2 separate regions of the Mus musculus genome follow, and region 1 is linked to region 2. Evidence: chromatin contacts called from public HiChIP or PLAC-seq data. All regions are on one chromosome and are shown on one strand. Each heading gives the region's core, a stretch centred on a gene start, on an enhancer-like site or on the middle of the called end of the contact. The rest is flanking DNA. Distances are from core to core; before and after follow the strand shown.

Region 1 (3,513 bases), core at 258-2,757, 550 kb after region 2:
TCTCTTCTATTGACAGCGTTGAAAAGCTGAGCTGGGGTCTGGACCAGGCAGCCCCCTTCGCCATCACCTGGGTGATATGTATTACCTAGTGATCCTGGTTGGAAAAGTAGGACCGTGCCAGCTTCCCTGGGGAGGTGGTGTGTCACAGGTGAGAGGTGAGTGTCACTTCTGAGGTGTAGTTTAAACTTGAGAGGACAGCTAAGAAAATGGGTACTTTGGGACTTACCCAATAGAAATGGTGCATGTTACTGCCCTGTGACCCTCAGCTAACAAGTGTTCTTCATGCTGGCTCTGCTGAGCGAGTGGACTCATGTGGGCTACCAGTGCATCAAAGGCACTTCAAAATGGATTGGACCAGGTCCCCTGTGTGCACCTCAGTATGTACTTGTGACTTGTGAAGAAGGGGTAGGGCACAGCTAGTCCCCAGAGGGTTGGTGGTGTGTGGCAGGGACTCAGTTGTGGGCTCACACATCTGTACTTGTAGCAGCTGCTAAGTGCACATCACTTGGGCCTTTCTTACCCCAGAGTGGCAAACCTGTGGTGTCCCAGAAACTGTCCTTTCTGCCTCAGTACAAAGAACTTTACCTTTCTTCTAGAGCAGCAAAGCACCAGGCCTCAGGTCAATAAAGGTTGGCTCCTTATAGTGTCCCCCAAAAGGACAGTGCTGCAAAAGCTTCAAGTTCCTGAGGTTTCTTGAATGAGGTTGGCTTCCCACTCTGTCTGCTTTGCACCTTGGCCATCAGTCTCCTCCCTTAGGACTTAAGGGGATGAGGGAGCAGATAGAAATGCCAGCCAACCTTAGGTCCTGTAGTCTGGGCTTCCACTGCACACAAGTTAGGCTGGGGAGGCTTCAGCCCTGTGAAAACATGAGTAGACTGCCAGCTATAAAAGGCCCTATCTCGACATCTCTGTGGCATGTGGCTGGGAGGCCAGAGACAGATAGGGTCTTCCCTTATATCCAAGCCTGTTGGAACTCTACTCAGTGAGTACAGCTAGGACAATTTATTAAAACTATGCGGTCAGATAAGGCCACAAGCCTTGGTGCCAGGGAGACCTGCAGGGAGGGAACCCTCCACCAAGTGAACGCTGGAAGAGGATGCTCAGAAGGTCGCGTGTCCAGTACCTTTATTGTCAGGTTTAAAAGTCAGGTCACTGGCTGGGGGTCTTAGGTTCTCACACCCAGGCCCTAAGCTTCGTGTTAACCCTAGATCTTAAAGGCCAAGGAGAGGCCATCATCCAGGGGCAGGAGGCTGATGTAGACCCTGGCGTCCCTCAGGATGCGTTCGTTCAGGTTCCGCACACATTCAACAGTCTTGTTCCTGGGCTGAGGCTGCAGCACTTCTCCGCGCCACAGGACCTACAGATGGAGGGGCGGGGCCGTCGGAAGTGGGGGGTAGCCGACCCAGAGCTTTAGCCAGGAGGGGCGGGACCTATGATACTCTGGGTGGGCTTTGGGGCGGGGCTGGGGGGTGGGGTGGGAAGAGCTGAGAAGAGTGGGTACCCAGCCACAAGAAGCAGCAGTTTTGCCTTAGCTAGTCCTTACTCTGAGTACAGCGAGCACGCCTCCGGGACGTAGGAGCTGCAGACAGCGCTCGTAGTAGGCGGTACAGTTCTCTTTGTCCGCGTCCACCACGGCTATGTCGAAGGTTCCGGCCTCGCCCGCCGCTAGGAGCTCATCTTAACAGGGACAGAGGGCATGTGCCGCTGGCTGAGCTAGGGTCTCAGCGGGCTGCTCAGGGTCGCCAGTTTTGTTCCCCGGGGTTGGACAGTGCTGTCTGGGTCCCTCCCGCACTGGTGCTCACCCAATGTCTGCAGGGCGGGCTGCAGCCGAAGGTCGATCTTCTGCTCCACTTCTGCCTGCGGAAGGAGGCCGGTCAGGCCGGCACGCCCCCGAGCCGGAGCCCGAACGGCCGCAGGTGTGGGGCTCTCACCTGCTTCCACATGGGCCGTCCCAGCTTCGGGGGCTCTGCGTCAACCTCGCAGGTCACCACGCGGCCAGCCTCCGGAAGCGCCAAGGCTAGGGCCAGGGCCGAGTAGCCCGTGAAAGTACCTGTGGAAGGGGACACTGTCAAGCTCAGTTCAGGGTGCAGGGCTGCCCTGTGACCCTGGTTTCCAGAGACCATGGCTGCGTGTTCCTACCCAGATCCAGAGCTTTCTTGGCCTTAATGAGCCGCGCCAGGTTGGCCAGAAGCTGGGCCTGTTCACAGGTCATCATGGAATCCCCCTGCGGCTGCTCCAGGGTCAGCTGTGTGGGGAGAGGGAGGTGCCATTCATACCAGTCACCCCCCCCACCTCCCCCCTGAGGTTTTGAATCATTCAGGGGCTCGGTGGCGGGTGTGGCCTAGAGGGGACAGGTCTCAGGGAACCCGGAAGCCCAGAGAGGGTTTCTGCCTAGCTCAAGGTCACACAGCCACGTGAGGTCCACCACGCTGGAAGTGGGGAGCCGGTTCTCGGTCCCAGTCCTACTGACCAGTCGCAGGCTCCGCAGCGCCGGGTGCTCTCTCATGGAGCGGCTCAGCAGATACTGCCACAGGGGATTGTCCTCAGGTGGCAGCAGGCGCTCTTGCCGCCTGGACCCCCATGGAGGCCACCGTTTCCCTGCCGGGGAGAGGGTGCCGAGTCAGGGCCTGCATTTCTGACCGGGTTCTCCGGCTCTTCTCCGCGCCCTCCTCCCATTCCCCGGACTGCAGCAGCCCAGCCCAGCTCACCCAGCAAGAGACCAGTAGCGAAGGCGGCGCCCAGCGCGGCCGAGCCCAGGGCCAGTGCGGCTGGGATAGATAGCCGAGGGACGGGCTGAGCCATGGTGCAGGTTAGCAGCGGCGGCGGAGGTCACGTGTGCTGGAGTAGCGAGGATGGGACTGGGACCAGTAAGCCGACAGGGCTCCACCTTGTCCGGGCCCTGCCCACAGAGCCGCGTCCTCGGGCACCATCTGGTGACACATGGCCGTATTGCAAGGTCAGGCTGAGAACATCTCGCCACCCGGTGGCTGCATGCGGAACTGCGTCGGGGTATGGAGTCATCTCTGCACCAGGGCTCTTGTGAGCATGGGGAGAGGGGATAAAGTGAGTGTGGCTAATGGAGGAATCCAAAGAGACTCGGGAATGCTTGCTGGAGGGGTGCCCAAGTTAAAGGAACCAAGAACCTGGTTTAGAGTCACCTGGTTTCCAAGACAGTATCCTTAGTGGCTGGGATGCTGGGTGTAGCTTTTTTGTGTGACGGTCCGTCTTTCCGAGTCTGTTTCTTTTCTGTAAAGCAGGTATTACAGCCTTACTACGATAGGCACGGGATTCCTCGCATAGTAGGTGCTCAATAGTGGTACTTGCTGTTATGGTCATTGGCTAGAGAGGGTTCCTTGGGAAGCGGTAGCATCTTGGCAGGCAGCAGCTGAGTTCCCCTTGCAAGGCTATCTGCTAGACCGGTGTTCCCTAGACATTTATTGAATATCTACTATATGCTGAACTCTGGTGGAAGCAAAAGACTGTGGTAGTTTATGACTTGGAAACAACTGGACA
Region 2 (3,256 bases), core at 26-2,525:
CTGCCTGCCTCTGCCTCCTGAGTGCTGGCATTATGTTGTGCACTTCCACACCTGGCCTCATTTCTTAAAGCAAAACTCAACTTTTAATGCATTACAGACAGTTGATTGAGCCAGGCAGAGTGGCTCTTACCTGTAATCTCAGCGCTCTGGAGACTGAAGTAGGAAAATTGCTGCAAGTTTGAGGCCACTGTGGGTAACAAAGTCAGACCAAGCTTTAAGCAAATAAAAGCCAGGAAGGAAAGAAAAAGGACAGGGTGGAACGGGGCTGCAGGAGGATGTTTAGCTGTCTGCCTGGGGTTCTGTTTGTAGCTTTGCTCATCACCCAGCACAGGAGCGGATCTAGAACAGCCCTTCTTAAATGTTCTCGAATGAGAATGTCCAGGCTAAATCCCTGGTGCCATCTCTTCCTAGCTGTGGTCTTTGAGAAGCCATTTGTCTTATGTGTCATGTGTCGGTGTCCTTAGTATCTAATGAGATTAAAGTGGTGCCTTTCCCCCCAGGGTTTTAGTTTTAGCTAAGTGGGTAAATATATGTGGAAGACTTGGGGAAGAGTCTACCTAGCCCACGATAACTGTCAAGATTATAGCTGATAGTGTGACACTATCCTTACTGCTTACTTAGTGCTGGACATTTGACTCTCCTGTACACATACATCCTGGACTATGCCTGCCCCTCACTAACTCTGCAATAAAACACTTGGTTAAATCAAATTTATTCATCTACGTTATGGGTGGGTGGGTGGGTGGATAGATGGATAGAGAGATAGATCATTGATTCATCCTTTGGGAGCTAAGTTCTTTTATACTCTTGTGATTTTTCTTTTGGAGTTTTGAAGTCTCTCATCTTCCTGTTTCTGTCGCCTCTCTGTGATCAGGGTGACTTATATACATGTGTCTCCTCGTAGCGCTAATTACTTTGTACAGAGTAACTGGTCAGCCACCCATTAACTCTTCCACTAGTGTTTCATGCCGTGTCTGCTTGCCCTGTTCGTCTTGAGGACCTTGCTTTTGAGACCCTTCATTCTTCTGCTCTAAGCATCCTCACAGCTCTAAATCCCCTTCGTGTCAGATCTGTGCTAAGTGTTCCATTGCAGGACTCCTACGTACATACTCTCCTCATTTAAATGTGTTGGTTTGGGTATTGGTTTGTTTTGGTTTTTGATAGCTTGCATTTCCCCCTCACTCTTCTTTCTGAGAAAGAATACAGGAAGAAAGAGTCTCTGAAACCTACATGTCTAACATTTCACTTCCTCATTCATGTGGCATTCTAGGAAGAAATACATCTCTTCTGGAGTCTTGAGATCGTTGCTCTGTCATATTTTAACAGTAACTTCTTTTGGGAAGTCTAACTTCTTTCTCCCCCTCCTTCAGCCTTTGTAGTTCCTCTGCCTTTCCCCTAGCGTCTGTGTGTTTCTAAAGAATTCATCATAACTGACAACAGCGTAGGGGTTGTTTTCCTCATTATGCTTTTTAGTTTATCAATTCCTATAAATTTATTGCTATTCTGGAAAGTGCTTTTCATGAAATTTAACTTCCTTGGGTTAATCTCTGTCCCATTTTTTTCCTTTGCGGTTATTCTCTCCACCACCACCCCCCCCCCCACACACACACACACACACACACACATCTGTTAGGTAGCAAGACAGGAAGGTCAATGAGGATGGTGCTTTTACTCTCTGCACCTTTTGGTTAGTAGTCTAACTTTCATCGGTTGCTGGAAGGGTGGGTGGGTGGATGGACAGACATAAGAGCAGTCTCCCACTCTCTTTCTCCTTCTTTCCCCTCTCTCACAGTGAGTGGACACAGGCCCTCCCCTTGCATCCTCCTCCCTGTTTACTTCCATGATTTCTGCTCTGTCGCGAAATACAGCAGGGCCTTTTGGTACCAGAAGGCTTAGTGCTGTGTGAGTGTAAGAGCTATGAATCTCTCACTCTGGGATTCACTGGAGGTTTCTACTTGTTTGCTTTGGGGGTTCTGTTGTTGAGGTTGTTTTTAAGAGATGTTTTTGTACATAGAATTAATGGTCCTTGTCCTCCTTTTGGTTTTTTGTTTTTGTTTTTTTCAGTAGGAAATGAATTAGGTGGTAGCCATTGTGCTAATTATCTGGATTCCCTCAACCTTACCGTATTTTTTTAAACTATGCACTGACTGTTTTCCCCCATTTTATTCTGAAAAGACTTAATTTTAGAAAGTGTTCAGTGATTACTGTCCATAGTGGCACTGCCTTTAGTCAGGACGTAAGATGCAGAGGCATGCAGTTCAAGGCCACCCTGGTCTTCATACAGAGTCCCAGTTCAGCCATAGCTACGTAGTTAAGAGAGATCCTACGTTTAAAAAGAAAAAGTGTGGCAGGAGAGATGGCTCAGAGGTAAAAAGCACTGGCTGCTCTTCCAGAGGTCCCAGGTGTGAGTCCCAGCAGTCACGTGGCAGCTCACAGTCACAGGGAATCTGATGCCCACACAGGCAGATGTGCAGGCAAAACACCGATGCACATGAAATAGAAATAAATGTGAGGAGGAGGGGGAGAAGGGAGAGGAGGAGAAATAGTGTTCCGTGAGTATCCTCCTGGACTTGGAGGGCACTGCACTCACGTGCACAGGAACACGTATGCAAATAAATGAGGAAAAGAAATGCTGTGAAGTCCAATAAAAATAAAGTTGGGCAATTTTTAGTGTTGTCCACAATTCTTTAAGGACAACTCCTTATATTAGAATTATAAATCATAAGAGTGTATGACTAATGAAGAATCCTTGAGAACTGTACAGATCCATTTAAAAGCCTAAAGTCCGGTGAGCAGTGTAGAAACCATGGCGAATCCAAAGTCTCTCGGAAGGACAGCCTCCGATTATCTACCGGTGATGGCTGTTGAAACAGGATCATTTGAGTTCCTTTATAAATTCTATATTTAATGAACCATGAGGCACTATCTATGTCATCTTACCGTGCTGTATTGCTCTCAGAGTTGCTAATTTATGTCTTCCATGATCATTTTTTCCCTAGCTGTCTCATTGATTGTAGAATAATGGCAGGGGTCTTTGTGAACAAGCGAACAGTCAGTGGACTGACACCCCAGTCCCTCCTTAAACCATTAGTTATATGACCTTACAAGAGTTGAGTAACTTTTTCTGAGTTTTAATTTGACTTGCAGATGACAAGGCTGATATATCACAGTATTTTTAGCTACGGATCACTGTTTCAATGGGAAGTAATTTGGAAACCTAAGGCATGCCCAAATAACAGTAGAACTGCTATGGTTG

The links. HiChIP or PLAC-seq counts read pairs in DNA pulled down with a chosen protein or histone mark.
Region 1: an H3K4me3 HiChIP or PLAC-seq map of bone marrow-derived macrophages shows a contact between it and region 2, with 5 times the contacts expected there. The contact joins the promoter of A430057M04Rik here to the enhancer-like site in region 2. A contact is called at or near these places in 1 of 39 promoter capture datasets (pre-B cells), 2 of 115 datasets of contacts at active chromatin or transcription factors (bone marrow-derived macrophages and extraembryonic endoderm stem cells) and 1 of 9 other capture datasets (liver).

The regions. Positions count from the first base shown.
Region 1 is chr14:21,846,071-21,849,583 of GRCm38.p6, forward strand. A430057M04Rik (RIKEN cDNA A430057M04 gene) reads left to right here and starts at 1,508. Exons shown (of 3, transcript NM_176925.3): 1 at 1,508-3,009. The coding sequence starts at 2,801. Comtd1 (catechol-O-methyltransferase domain containing 1) reads right to left here and starts at 2,840. Exons shown (of 7, transcript NM_026965.2): 1 at 2,709-2,840; 2 at 2,471-2,598; 3 at 2,140-2,245; 4 at 1,932-2,050; 5 at 1,803-1,857; 6 at 1,544-1,677; 7 at 1-1,357. The coding sequence starts at 2,802. The coding sequence ends at 1,205.
Region 2 is chr14:21,298,681-21,301,936 of GRCm38.p6, forward strand. All of the region lies in intron 6 of Adk (adenosine kinase), which reads left to right. Among named protein-coding and RNA genes, the nearest start is that of Gm52152, 120 kb to the right of the region's middle. Within about 2 kb of position 1,276, at least 27 of the 459 cell types and tissues checked have an H3K27ac peak or open chromatin away from gene starts, as enhancers often do. A contact at or near this core is called in bone marrow-derived macrophages, where this site is marked.